Linked DNA regions of Mus musculus: region 1 is linked to region 2. Evidence: chromatin contacts called from public Hi-C data. All regions are on one chromosome and are shown on one strand. Each heading gives the region's core, a stretch centred on a gene start, on an enhancer-like site or on the middle of the called end of the contact. The rest is flanking DNA. Distances are from core to core; before and after follow the strand shown.

The links. A called contact is a pair of places that touch in the nucleus more often than the background predicts.
Region 1: a contact with region 2 is called in a Hi-C map of B cells, with 6 read pairs. The contact joins the promoter of Dnajb5 here to the promoter of Ubap2 in region 2. A contact is called at or near these places in 2 of 39 promoter capture datasets (cranial neural crest and pre-B cells), 2 of 484 Hi-C or Micro-C datasets (B cells and CD4 T cells) and 1 of 115 datasets of contacts at active chromatin or transcription factors (large pre-B cells).

Annotation. Positions count from the first base shown.
Region 1 is chr4:42,946,211-42,952,954 of GRCm38.p6, forward strand. Dnajb5 (DnaJ heat shock protein family (Hsp40) member B5) reads left to right here and starts at 3,657. Exons shown (of 5, transcript NM_001355438.1): 1 at 3,657-3,794; 2 at 4,266-4,733. The coding sequence starts at 4,552.
Region 2 is chr4:41,272,162-41,278,632 of GRCm38.p6, forward strand. It overlaps Ubap2 (ubiquitin-associated protein 2), which reads right to left and starts at 2,974. Exons shown (of 29, transcript NM_026872.1): 1 at 2,879-2,974.

The DNA.
Region 1 (6,744 bases), core at 2,407-4,906, 1.7 Mb after region 2:
TGCAAGCTTAGAAGCTCAAGGAGATGCCAGCAAGTACCAAGAAGTTAGATTGCTGGCCAATGCTCAGTCACTGAAAAGAACAGGAAATGAAGGCGTCAGTAAGCTTAAGTGTCTAGCATGAAAATTAGGGCTCAACTATGTCTAGGAAATAAGCTGAGGGTGAGGCTGGACTCAAGGGATTCCTTTGGCCAAGATTGTAACTGGAGTCAGTATCTCAGGCAGATGCCAAAGGTGGGTTTCAGTGTGGGACCAACCCTATGTCCCTATGTCAACACAAAGCACGTATCAAATGAGATGCTAAGAGTCTGACCACAAGAAGTCAGTCTGCATTCAAAGCAGCATTCCTATGCCCAGGTGAAACATCGGGAGATGAGTACCCGGTCACTGGAGAGCTCCAACCATGAATGCCATGCAGGGGACCAGTAGGAGAGATGAGAGACAGAATAAGGCAGCCTCTGGTTTCTTGGTAGTTGCTGGCTTTAAAAATGACAATAGGCAGGCTGAGGAGCTCTTTTCTCCTCAAAAGGAGAAAGTCCCAGCGTCATGAAAAAGCCTCCTCACATGCCATACTGCCACATACAAGTAGTAGGTTCAATCTGGGGAAAGGGGCAGCCCAAGAGCCAATGCTGTCGCTGCGTAGAGCTGGCAGCTGTGGGGGTAGTAGTCTCCCTTGCCTCCAGGATTCGGTTTCTACTAGCAACGGGGCCTGGCATCCTCCCACACCCAGGTCTTAGCAACCATGAGAGCCCCTGGCAACTGCTGCCATGGTGACAAGACAGGGAACTAGGAACAGGCCGAGGGGGGAAGCACTTCCTCTGGAGGATTTGGGATGTGTGCAAGATAGGGGCTCCCCCTCCCATACACAGTCTGTGAGGGAACATGTGCTCCTGCTTAAACACCTCCTCACTGGATCCACCCCCACCCCTCTGCCCACAGGTTCCGGTTCCCTCAGGGTGAGGAAATGAGGGACACCTAGGGTTATGACGTCTCCATGAGGAGGGAGGACAAGCGGGGGTGTCTGGACAACATGATCACAGATGCGTACATACACTGGCAGAAATGGTGTCAATGGCCACATACTTCCCTCACTCTTTATCATGGAGTGATGCCTACACAGACATTTATTTAATCATACCTGTGTGCCGACACAAAGCTACATACCTATAGCAAGTACAGGTACACACTTACAAACAGACTCATGATTATGACAATCCCAATCAGACACACACATTTCTAGTTGCACTCACACACCCAGATAGCCCTGAACACACGGAGTCAATGTCATTTACATTAATCGAATGCCATGTTCAGAACTAAGACATGTGTCACCTTAATTAACCCCCAGAAAAGCCCTGTGGGCTTCTACTGTTGCTTAGCCCATTTGCCCAGAACAAATGAGGTGTGGGTTGGCCAGTGCCCTGGAAAGGCCAATAGGCTAACTGGCTCCACACTCCCATTCTTACAGTCTATGCTGCCCTGTGTTCTCTGGGTCAGATGCCCTAGAAAGTAGGACAAATGGCAACAATAGTGCTCCAGGCAGACAGTGAAGTGTGGGTCACCACTCTGAGGACATAAACCTCCAGGCCCTGAAGTCCAGGCTGACAGTTTATCATCAGCTGAGCCAGGTAAAGGCTCATGGCTAAACCCTCCCTCTGTGCTGGCATGAGCAAGGCTGGGAGCAGCAAGAGACAGGCCTAGAATTAGGAAGAAACACAGCTAGGGCCCCTCACATCAGGAGGAAGGATACTGGTGGCCCCCAAATCCTTGGGGCCAGTACCATTCCTAGATTGCCTCTTCCCAGGATACCATGTCCACTCCCTGCCACTCCCTCATCGTGGCCTCATCCCTTCCTTCTCCCTCTGCCTCATCTGGTTTCTCTGTCCTGCCATTCTATTGCTCCTCCAGTCTCCCCCTGACCCATCTCCCCTTCCTCTCACCTGCCCAGTTGTCTTTGCCTCCCACCCGCATCTTACGGCCCCCTTATCCAGTTCCCATCCCATCTCCTTCAACCAGATACCTGTTCAGTCCTCATACTGCGGGCTCCACACCCCCTTCCTTGCCCCTCTGCCCAACTCCTCTTTTCACCCTAGCTCCTTTTTCTATTTTAAACTCAAATTCCTTTGCACTTGGGAGTTCATGTGGAACAATGGGAAAAGAAGGGTTGTTAAGAATATGCAGAACTTGCCCCCCACCCCCAAAGACCCAGTCCCCTTTCCTGCCCTATTCTGGGGCCTAGGTACTCCAAGCCTCAGTTTACAGTTCCAACTGCTCTTCATGGCCTCATAGATATCTAAATCCGGTCCTGAGAACTGGCGAAGAATAAGGTGAGAGAATTTTCTCAAGCCTTTGTCACCAAATCTCCCAAGAACCCCCTCCCCCTCTTCACCCCCAGATTACCCCCATCCACCCCCCCCCCCCGCTCCCTCCAGCACAGATGGGCCTGGGAGACAGTAACGTGGGCGCCAAGCTCGGTGTCTGCTGGAGCGGCGGCTTCCGCTGGCGACCGCCTCCGCAGGCCCGCCTGCTCCGAGTATCGGGGACACTGGGGCTGAGATTTAATGATTTACTAGGGGGCTGGGGGGCCAGAGATGACAGTGCATGAGGGTGCTAAGAAAGAGGATCATGAAAAGCTGAGGTAAAAGATTAAAGGGGGAACTATGAGCTATGAGATTGCAGACTATGGAAGCAGGGAATTGAATTAAGAATTAAGACAAAAGGCGGGAGATGGAGGGGGAAGTAAAAAGATACAGAACAGGGCAGAAATTTGGTGTGAGGGAAGACCAGGTATCACAGGGGGTAAGAAAAAGGACGGGGGGGGGGGGCGGGCAGCGAGGAGAAGATGGAAGGTTAGTTTATAACGAGGTTGAACTGGACACTGTGGACTCCAAGTGGCTGAGAAGCCACTGCTCCTAAGCGAGCCGCTGTGAAAGGACTGAAGATGGAGGGCATCTGGACAGAGACTCAGGAAGGTGTTACCAGTTACTAGCGCAGAGGATAATCACAGGGGCACTTAGAATCTCAGCTCTATCCGGCTCTGTTTTGTGTTACAGTTAAACCATGGCAGGTCAATCCCAGGTCAAGACAAGGGAAAGCTAAACCAGGCCAGGTCAAGTTGGATCACAATCTGATAGAAGACGAGTAAGAAGGGATGAGCTTTGGATACTGATCCAGAGCCTTTGCCTCTCCTTCGACTCGAAAGAATGCCTGGTGTCACCAACAACTGATGAGTGCAGCTTTCCTAATAGGTTGTCTTTGAGGTTGCACTCGTTCCAGAAGGTTCTCCCTGGACTCAGGCGGTGGCTAGAATGTCTCACCTTCTCATACTGGAGACTGGACTAATATAGTTGCCCACACTGGCTTGGGTCGAAATCACAGGGACCAGCCAATAAAATCAAAGGGCGCCTGGAGTTGCCTCCCTATGTTCTTTTCACCAATAACACGACGAGATGGAGAAGAGGTGTGGTTGATTGATCCCAGAGGGCACCAATCACACCCACACCAATCACTGCCCGGAATGTGTGCGCGTGTGGCCGGGTGACAGGGGCGGAGAAGAGGTGGCTATCACCCGGACGCTCGTTGAGAGGTATCCAATCACAGAAGAGTCTGAGCTGAGTGACGGATAGACCGGGCAATGGGAAGCGCGGAGGCGGAGCCGTGGGGGCGGGCTCCCGGTCCCGCTGTCTGCGGCCGGCGGGCAGGCGACTCCTGTCCCGAGTGGAGGCGGCGGAGCCGGAGCCGGGGGAGGGGGCAGCGGCTGATAGAAGGACCGCGGCGGCGCCCGCAGCTCCTCACCGGTGAGGGCGCTGAGCGAGGACTCGGGGGTCCCGGGAGTGGGGCGTCGAGAAGAGAGGTCCTGGTATGGGGGGTTGGGACACCGTGGGCCCATAGTCTCCTCTGTCGTAGGGGTGAGGGGCCTGGGAGCTCGGGGTCTGCCAGGTGCTGGGTATCTGCGACAAGGGTCGGGTTGGGTCGGGTCGGATTGGGTTGCGCCGGGCGGAGGCGTTTCTGAGCAGGCCAGCCAGCCAGCTGGGGTGACATCACCGACCCCCCTCCCCCGCGCGAACCCCCTTCCTTCCTCTCCCTGCCGCGCCTTTTGTCCGGGCCAGGCTCGGCTCTGCCCCGCCCCTCCCCGCCCATCTGCGGGGGAGGAGACTCCCCGTCAGTGACTTCATTGAGTAGGTTCTTGGGGATTGGGCTTGGGTCCTCCCCAGAGAGGCGAGAGGAGCTCACTGACTCTCAGGCCCTCACTATCACACCTGTCACAGGTACACACGCTGCCACTCAACAACTACACACTGTCACTGCCAGCCTCACTGTCACACAGCCGAACAGGCGCTCACATCATTCAGCCAGACACTGCTGCACCTGAGAGCAGGTGGCCACTGGATCCTCTCTCTGCACTCTACACCTGGGGACCGGGTCCAGCTCCCTGGGCACGATACAGGCCTTGCTGGGTCACGGCCTCTGGGAATCTGAGGAGGTGGCTTCCAGAGCTACAGCGTCCCAAGCAGGCTCCGGTGGAGCGATCAGAGGTGAGGGGCTTGGCTGGGCATGTTTAAGCGCACAGTGCTGTCCTGCCCACCCCCAGCAGCACCCCCACTGCAGGCTCGAGGAGCTTTCCGGAGCTTCCCACACTTCTGGGGAGAAGACTTCTTAGCCAGCTTGATGTTTAAAATTCAGCTGGAGCCCTTAAAACTTCGAGCGTGGACGCTGAATGGGTTTGTAAAGTTTCGGTAAGTCCCTCCTGAGAAGGGCGCTCATACCCATGCCAAGTCAGATTCTCCACATCAGCCATTCCCTGCATTGCCTCCTTCCTTCCTCCCTGTCATCCTCATCTCCCCCCGGTATGTGCATGAGTCCCCTTGACCTCACCTGTACTTTTGAATGAATTGTACCCCATGTCATTCATCTCTCTCTCAAACTCATGTTTCCACGAATATCTCCAATATTTCAGCTCTTAGGTTCTCCCTCCCAACCCATCAGTAACGTGTGGTCCACTTCAGCCTTTTCCTTTTGTCATCTCTCATCCCTGTCCGTCAGACCCTGTCTCCTCCCTGTACTTGATGGTCCCTCTTGCTATCTGTCCTCATTTTTTCTTTCATCCCTAGCTCTACCTTGACATACTCATTCTTCATCAAAGGCAGAGCCATGCCTTGGGGCTCCTTTGTCATCCTACCACGTGGCTTGTGGGGAGGGAGAGGGAAGGAGGGTGGAAAGAAGGAGGGAAAGGAGGCAGGTCCTGAGAGTTTGCCCTGTGTCTGTAGAGGCAAGAGAATTATGGGTCTAGAGCAGCTAGCAGGTGGGTGCCGGAGAGGAAGCTGGCTGTGGTGGGGAAGAGATATTGAAGGACTACAAACGGTGGGTGGGCTGGTAAGCTGGGTCACTGCCCTCTGCCTGGAAGCCGCTGGAGTTCCCTGGGCACCCTGTTGCTGCTGTTCTAGGTTTCTTCCTGTCCTGGGGGAGAGAAAGTGTGGGCTGAGGCAAAGATGGCAGACCACCCATCTCCCTCTCAGACTGCTTTTAATGCCGTTTCCGAAAATGGCTGCCCTCCTCCAGATGATCTTTCTTCTCTGCCTCCCCCAACTCTAGGCTCCCCCACAGGCGTGACATGCTGGTGTGGGGAGATGGGGGAGTACCCGCCTTTATAGTGCCTTCTCTTTGTCAGAGTGAGGTGGCTTTCAGTACCATGAGTCAACCTAGCCACCTGCAGCAGGCAGGAGCTAAGGTCACTCTCCCTGCCTATCTGGGGCCCCCTTAACTGTCACAGCCCTCACTCCTGCCAGGACGCCTTGTACACTTTACTACTGTGAGGTAGTCAGGGGCAGAAAGGCAGGCCTCAGCTCTGGCTGCCAGGACATTGTTAGAAAGACTCTGGTTCTCCCTGTTTTACAAGGGTTGGCTACACCTCAAAAAGGCTAAAGGATGGCACGTGGCCACTCCTTCATATCCCCTCCCTTCATATCCTCCTCAGGTCCACTGATGGAAGCAGGTTAAGAGTAGGAACCCTGGCTTGATGTCCTTGGGCCCCACTTAGGAGTATTAGCCTAGCATGGAGTCAGATCCTAAAATGTAAGGGTAGGTAGAGGAGGGGCTTGCAGCAAAGGGATTTAAGACATGGAGGTTAGTGTCCATGGTCTCCTGGCACCTAGGCTTTAAGAAGGCCGTTTCTCTGATGGTTTTGTTCACTGCCTTTGGTGCTTAGGCAGCGCAGACAAGCAGTCACACTTCAGTGTGTAAATACTGGGAAATGAGTAAAGGCAATGTTACCCTGGCTGGGGGAGAGAGTGTCCCCCTGCTAACGAGGGTGTTAGAAACAGCAGTTTCCAAAGGTGTGAGTCACTCTGTGATCTGAGTCACATGTGAGGCTTAGCATAGTCTGGGGGACAAGGACAGAGAGATCTGGGGTCCCCGGTGGCAGAAAAGACTCCAAACTCCCATACCCCAATTCAGCTGGCTGGAGACTGGAGCCTGTTCCCCATCCTAGGCTCCTGACCCAGCTGTCCTCAGCCCGGGCATCATGCCTGAGGTGTGGCGTAGGAGAGACTGTGAAGCTCAGGTGACCTCACTCAGTGCACTGACCTTCGCCAGCTTCTGTGTGTGTCTGTCAGTCCACAGTGCCATTTCGCTCAGAAGGGCCTCTCGGGGGTCCTCAGGCTGGCCCCAAGGGCCTGGGCCTCTGCCTAGCCCCAAGAAGTAGGCCACAATCTTCAGCCAGAAGCTGAGACGGAATCATGGAATGGTTCA
Region 2 (6,471 bases), core at 1,724-4,223:
AGTTCATCTCCACTCCCCATTTTACAAACAAAATAGCTACAACTCTTATCAGAAGATGAGCATGGCAGCACTTGGACTTATAGAGACCCGGACTGCAACAAGTTTGAGGCTACTCAATGAGTTAGAAACCAACCTGGCTACAAAGTAACACATCAAAGCTGCACTCCCAGGCTGACCCTGTTTTAAACTAAAACAATTTCAAGGCTAACAATGGAAAGTAAAATCACTTTAGACCAGTCTATATACTGCAAGTCGGGATTCTACTTTCTAGATGCATTTATATCATTAAGGGTAAACAAACAGCAAACCTAAAAGGAGGCCAGAAGAGCGTGCCACATGCCTGTCCTCCCAGCCCTCAGGAGACCAGGGCAGGCGGATTTTGAGGTCAGCCTAGCTATGTATCTTGGCTAAAACTTCACCTCAAATGTGCATTCATTGAAATAAATTCACTCTTGTAGCCATGTTCTTCCATCATTTCTCCCAAAACAATAAAATTTACTCAAACTAATACTAAGAGAGACCCCTGATGAGTACTTGAGTCACCTGGAAAGGGAAGTAAACAAAGCAGTTCTAAAGGAAGTTCCCCACGGCAGACCCTGGCTCACCAATCCACATTTAGAGTCCAGAGGAAAGCAGAGCAGCTGGAAGCTGCCCCGAGAGCAATTACCACAATCCTTCCTCATGGCCTCATCTCTGCCATGTTACTACTTCCACCCATATTTCAAACAAAACAATCTCCCTCTCTCTGAAATGTTTAGTTTTTGAAAGTCAGAGGCAGCAAGGAAACAAACGGGGGAGGGGTCAGAAGTGTGGGAAACATAAAGGTCACCCACTGGGAGTGAGGGGAGGATCAATTACAGAACTTAAATGACCCCTAAGTAGGAAAAATCAGGCAGGAACATAATGACAGCAATCAAGTGTAGAATGGGAAACTAAACCTTTGCCCAGTAAGACAAATCTCATAGCAACTGGAAAAGGGCCCTAGCCAAAAGGCCCTGAAGGCAGACAAGATATATTGGACCACCTCCAAAGAGTAGAATTTCTCTCCTAAACTAGGTAAAGAGCACACCAAAGAACCATCCCGATGTCTAAGCTACACTACAGGAGAACTTAGGCATGATAGCCACCTCCCCTCTGTTGGTTTATTTACTGTTTTAGTGTTGGTTATTTGAAAAACCAACTCTTAAAAAAAGAACAGGCACCAGATGGTGGTACCTCATGCCCTTAAGCCTGGCACTCGGGAGGCAGAGACAATCTCTTGAGTTCAAGGCCAGCCTGGTCTACAGAGCAAGTTCTAGGACGGTCAGGACCACACAGAGATCCTTTCTTGAAAAACTTAAGGGAGGTTAAAAAAAAAAAAAACTAAACAACAACAAAAATAAACAATTCAGAGGGCGTATTAGCATGCCCATTAATAGGAGAAAAAAAAAGAAAAAAAAAAGCTTAAAAACTTTACAATAGAAGATATAAATATAAACACTATTCACTGAAAGAGAGAGAGAGAGAGAGATCATTGTAACCAGGCACAGTAGTGTTTGACTGTAATCCATGCAAACTGAAATCCCAGCATAGAAAGACTGAAGCAAGAGGTGCATGGTGACTCATGCCTTTAATCCCAGTGCTTGGGAGGCTGATGCAGGTGGATCTCTATGGGTGCAAGGCCAGCCTGGTCTACAAAGCAAGTGGGGGACAGCCAAGGTTGTAACATGAAGAAACCCTGTAAAAACTATCGAGCGAGCGAGCGAGCTAGAGAGACTGAGACAAGAGGCTCTCAAGTTAAAAGCCAGCCTTGGCTAGGTAGTGCAACCCTCTCTCAAAAACGCCCTCCCAAAAAAAGGCATGCTCTTCAAATAAATGATCTCTGGGTACCTCATAGAATCACCTAAAAGCTCCAATTGTTACTGTACACAATTGCTGGAGAAAAGTAAAGAGTAGGCAGACTATGCACCTTGGAAATAAAGTAGAAAGGCGTATTAGTGGTAGTAAACTACGAGATTATGTTAAAGCAAAAAACTGCAGGAAGACTTCCAAGACCAACCCAAAGAGAAAACACGAATCCTAAGTGGTGACAGTTGACATGCCTGGGTAACTAAACCTGAAAATGCAGGGGGGAAGGTGGGAGAGCTGACTATGCCTGGGTAACTAAACCTGAAAATGCAGGGGGGAAGGTGGGAGAGCTGACTAGGAAAACTGAGCTGGAACGCACCAGGCTAAAGAATTTGTTTGAATTTCTAACAACGCTTTACAGTTCACAAGCACTCTTACCTCACCTTAAAGAATAAATAAACTATGACACCACCAGACTTCAATAGGGCATGAAGAGGAAACTCACAGAGTTTCAACTAACACCAAAGACCACAGTAATGAAAAGTAGTAAAATTGAACTATGCCTTCAGATTAAGTGGGGAGAGACTAGAGCGCAGAAGTTGGGCACTAAGACCAGTCCCAGGACAGGCGCCAGACTAGAAAGCTGAAAGGTGGTCCGGATGGGGCGACAGCGTGGCGGAGGAGCTCCTGCCAACGTGCAGGGACCGAGGTGGGAGAGAAAACCACACCCTCCAGGATAAAAACCCAAAGGGGGGGGAGGGGAAGGCGCCCCCTGGGGCTGGGTGGGGCCGGCCAACTAGGATGGGGGGTGGGGGGTGGAGCAGGAAGCACAGGGCAACCTGAGCGGGAGAGGAAAGAGAGTGCTCAGGCCTGGACACACTACGGAAACATGAAGCCAGCGAGGGAAGCTCGGCCCGATCCACCCGAGTAGACGCTGGGGCATCCCAAAGGGGGCTGGGAGTTCAGAAGACCTTAGCCCAGGTCCAGAAAGCATACACTGCAAGGTTCAGGGCCCTGGGAGGCAGGATGAAGGGGACCGGGTGACAATTACCGCTGCTGCTCTCGTTGGACTCGGGACCCGCCGCCGCCGCCGCTCGTTACCTGCCAATGTGCCTCTTACAAAGCGGCGGCGGCGGCAGAGGCGGCCCTGCCCGTCACGTGATCCCTACGTCACGGGAGAGGGTGGAGCCAGTACTTGAAGATTGAACGGGGTTACCCGGCTGGCTAACACAGCTCTGGGAGCTGAGCGAGAGGAACTATGTGGAGGCGGCGGAGATGGTGACATTGCTTGTGGTCAGAATTTCAGGGTCGTACTATCCGCCGCCTATAGAGAACCCACTATTAAAGCGTGCGGTCGCGCTATGATGACCTCAGAAACACTGCAAGATGCTCGATGCGTGCGGCTCTTTCGTCACGTGACATGGTGCAGCCACTCAAAGCAAGCCTGGCTTCTAGACGTTTTGAGGGCGAACTACAACTCCCAGAGTGCTGCGCGGCAAAGGCACTCTCTACGACCGCCTTTTCTCAGCGTGCTCCTAAGTACAACTCCTGATTCTGACTTATTCGAGCATCTTATGGCTAGCTTCCGAGTTAGTACCAATGGGTGCCACCTGCCAAGCGAACCAGCGTGGTTCCTGCTGGGAGGTGTAGTTCTGGCGGAGAGTGGGTCTAGCTCCCACGTTGCGAGGCTGGCGCTCCGCCCTGCCCTCTGCGCGGGAAAACGCCAACCGCCAGCTGCTGAGCCAGACACCCAGAACGTCCTCGGCTGAAGGCCACGAGACTTCAATGTAGTCAAATGTGGACTGCTTTCTGCATTCCCAACTCTCTTCTGCAGGAAACAACTACCATTCCTTGAACGCCAACGGGATGTTAGAGGTGTTCTAGCCCAAAAGGCTACTAGTATCGGACCGGTTTTGCAAATAGGAAAGGAAAAGTTATTTTCTGGCATAAGAAACCTAAATCAGGTTTTCCTTGTTGAGAAGTTACCTGATCCACCTCTTAGTAAAGATGTTAACCTCAGGAGATTAAGCAAAAGTAATGGAGTTTTGTTGTTTTTTGATTTTTTGAGACAGGGCTTCCCTGTTTTGGAACTTGCTTTGTAGACCATACTGGCCTCAAACTCACAGAGTGCTGGGAGTAAAGGCACGTGACACCACAGGCCGACTCAAATAAAGATTAATCACTAGCATATCTTTAAAAAATAAATAAATAGATAGATGTTGCGCTGGAGAGATGGCTCAGTGGTTAAGAGCACTGACTTCTCTTCCAGAGGTCCTGAGTTCAATTCCCCGCAACCACACGGTGGCTCACAACCATCTGTAATGGGATCCAATGACCTCTTCTGGGGTGTCTGAAGACAGCACAGTGTACTCACATACATTAAATAAATAATTTTTTTTTAGATGTTTAAAACACTTTAACTCCAGCCCAGACTAACCTAGCCTTATTGTGCAGTACATGGTGACCGCTAACTCTCAGCAGTCATCCTGCCTTGGTCTCCCAAATGGTGGTATTTCAAGGATTATAGACAAGAGTCACCCACCATGCCTGATTAATATGTATTTCAAATATATACATATATACCATTCATATATATATAGATGTTTTACCTGTATGTATATATGTAGCACATACATGCCTGGTCAGAACATGGGATTGGGTCCCCTGAAATTGGAGTTAGAGATAGTTATGATCCATATTCTAGGTGCTGGAAATCAAACCAACATCCTCTGGAAAGACAATTGCTCTAAACAGCTGAGCTATATCTTGTTAAAAATTATACATTTAAACATAATAAACCAGCACTCGGGAGGCAGAGGCAGGCAGATTTCTGAGTTTGAGGCCAGCCTGGTCTACAAAGTGAGTTCCAGGACAGCCAGGGCTATACAGAGAAACCCTGTCTTGAAAAACCAAAAAAACAAAAAAAAACCCAAAAAACAAAAACAAAAGAACACACATAATAAAATGTGATTATGTGGCTATTGTCTATGTGTAGCTTATTAGGTTAGATACATCCACAACGTTGGAATTAAGAGGTTAATTAGTGGTGGTGTAAGCCTTTGTTCCCAGGAAGCAGATGCAGGCTGCCTAGTTTACAGAGCAAGCTCCAGGACAGCCAGGGCTACACAGAGAAACCTGTCCCAGGAAAGAGAAAGAGATTATATAAAATGTCTGCTTGGTAAACAATAAGCCCTCAACAAACAAAATTATGTTCAAACCCTATTTGTACCCATAAGGTAAGGTGCAGCTGGTTTAAGCAAGATGGAAAGGGAATTTTCTTATACTGATGGGGGTTCAGTGCTAATTACTAATTTGCTAGTTACTAATAGACTTGATCTCTTTAACCTACTTGGCTAGACAATTGAAAATTTAAACAGTCCGGCCCAGTTCAAGGGAAACCTTTGTTTTTCTGCCTGAATTACAGAATGCTCAGGCTGTACCTGTAACAAAAAGAACGTATTATCCTGATTATCCATGTGTAGATCTATCTTATCTTTCTTGGCCAGTGACCTACTAACATTGTGTTGGGTCAGTTCAGTCTCTATGTTTTCTTGTTTTGTAGAAATGTATGAGAAAATCAAAGATTTTTAAAAAATGTTTTAATCCACTATTGAAAGTCAAAGACTTAGTCAGGCAGTGATGACACACACCTTTAATTCCAGCACTTGGGAGGCAGAAGCAGACAGATCTCTGAGTTCAAGACCAGCCTGGTCTACAGAACCAGTTCCAAAACAGACAGGATTACACAGATAGTCTCTGTCTCAGCAGAAGAAGAGAGGAAAAAAAGGAGAGAGAGAGAGAGAGAGAGAGAGAGAGAGGAGAGAGAGAAAAGAAGGGAGAAAGAGGGAGGGAGAAAGAAAGGAAGAAAGAAAGAGAGAAAGAAAAGAAAAGAAAGGGAAGGAAGAGAGAGAAAGAAAAGAAAGAGGGGGGAGAGGTGTATGCCTTAAATTCTTGCCTTTGTAGTAGGCAGGAGGCTAGCCTAGTGGTTATAGCTTTAATCCCTTGCAGGAAGAGGAAGGAAGATCTCTGAGTTAGAGGTTAGCCTGATCTACAGAGAGAGTTCCAGGACAGCTAAGGAAGGCTACACAGAGAAATCTAGGGGTCTAGCTATGCGGGCTGTATGTATACAGTAACATATTACTGCGATCTCTAAATGAGGAAGGTAGAGGCAGATGGTTCAAAAGGAGTTCACCTCGACCACACAGCAATTCGAGGCAGCCTGGACTGCAGGACATCTGTCTCAAAAGGAAAATCAATAGGTAGAAGGAAAGAATAATAAAAAGATATGGAGACTCTGGGTCTTTTTACTTTTGTTTTATTTTGATATGGGGATTGAACTTTGTCGGGCATGCCAGACAAGCTACTACTGTGTTCTGTCCCCAGCCTGAGACCCAATCTATTTAGACTGAATTGGGCCAGCTCATTTAGTATATCCATAAACCACCTGGTCTCAACAACAATAGACTATGATTATTTTAATATTTTTTACTTTTTTTTTACTTTTTTTTTTTTTGAGACAAGGCTTCTCTGTGTATTCCTGGCCATCCTACAACTTGCTCTGTAGACCAGGCTGGCTTTACATTCAGAGATCCTTCTGCTGTGAGCTGCCACATAGGTGCTAGAAATATAATCCTGGCCAGGCAT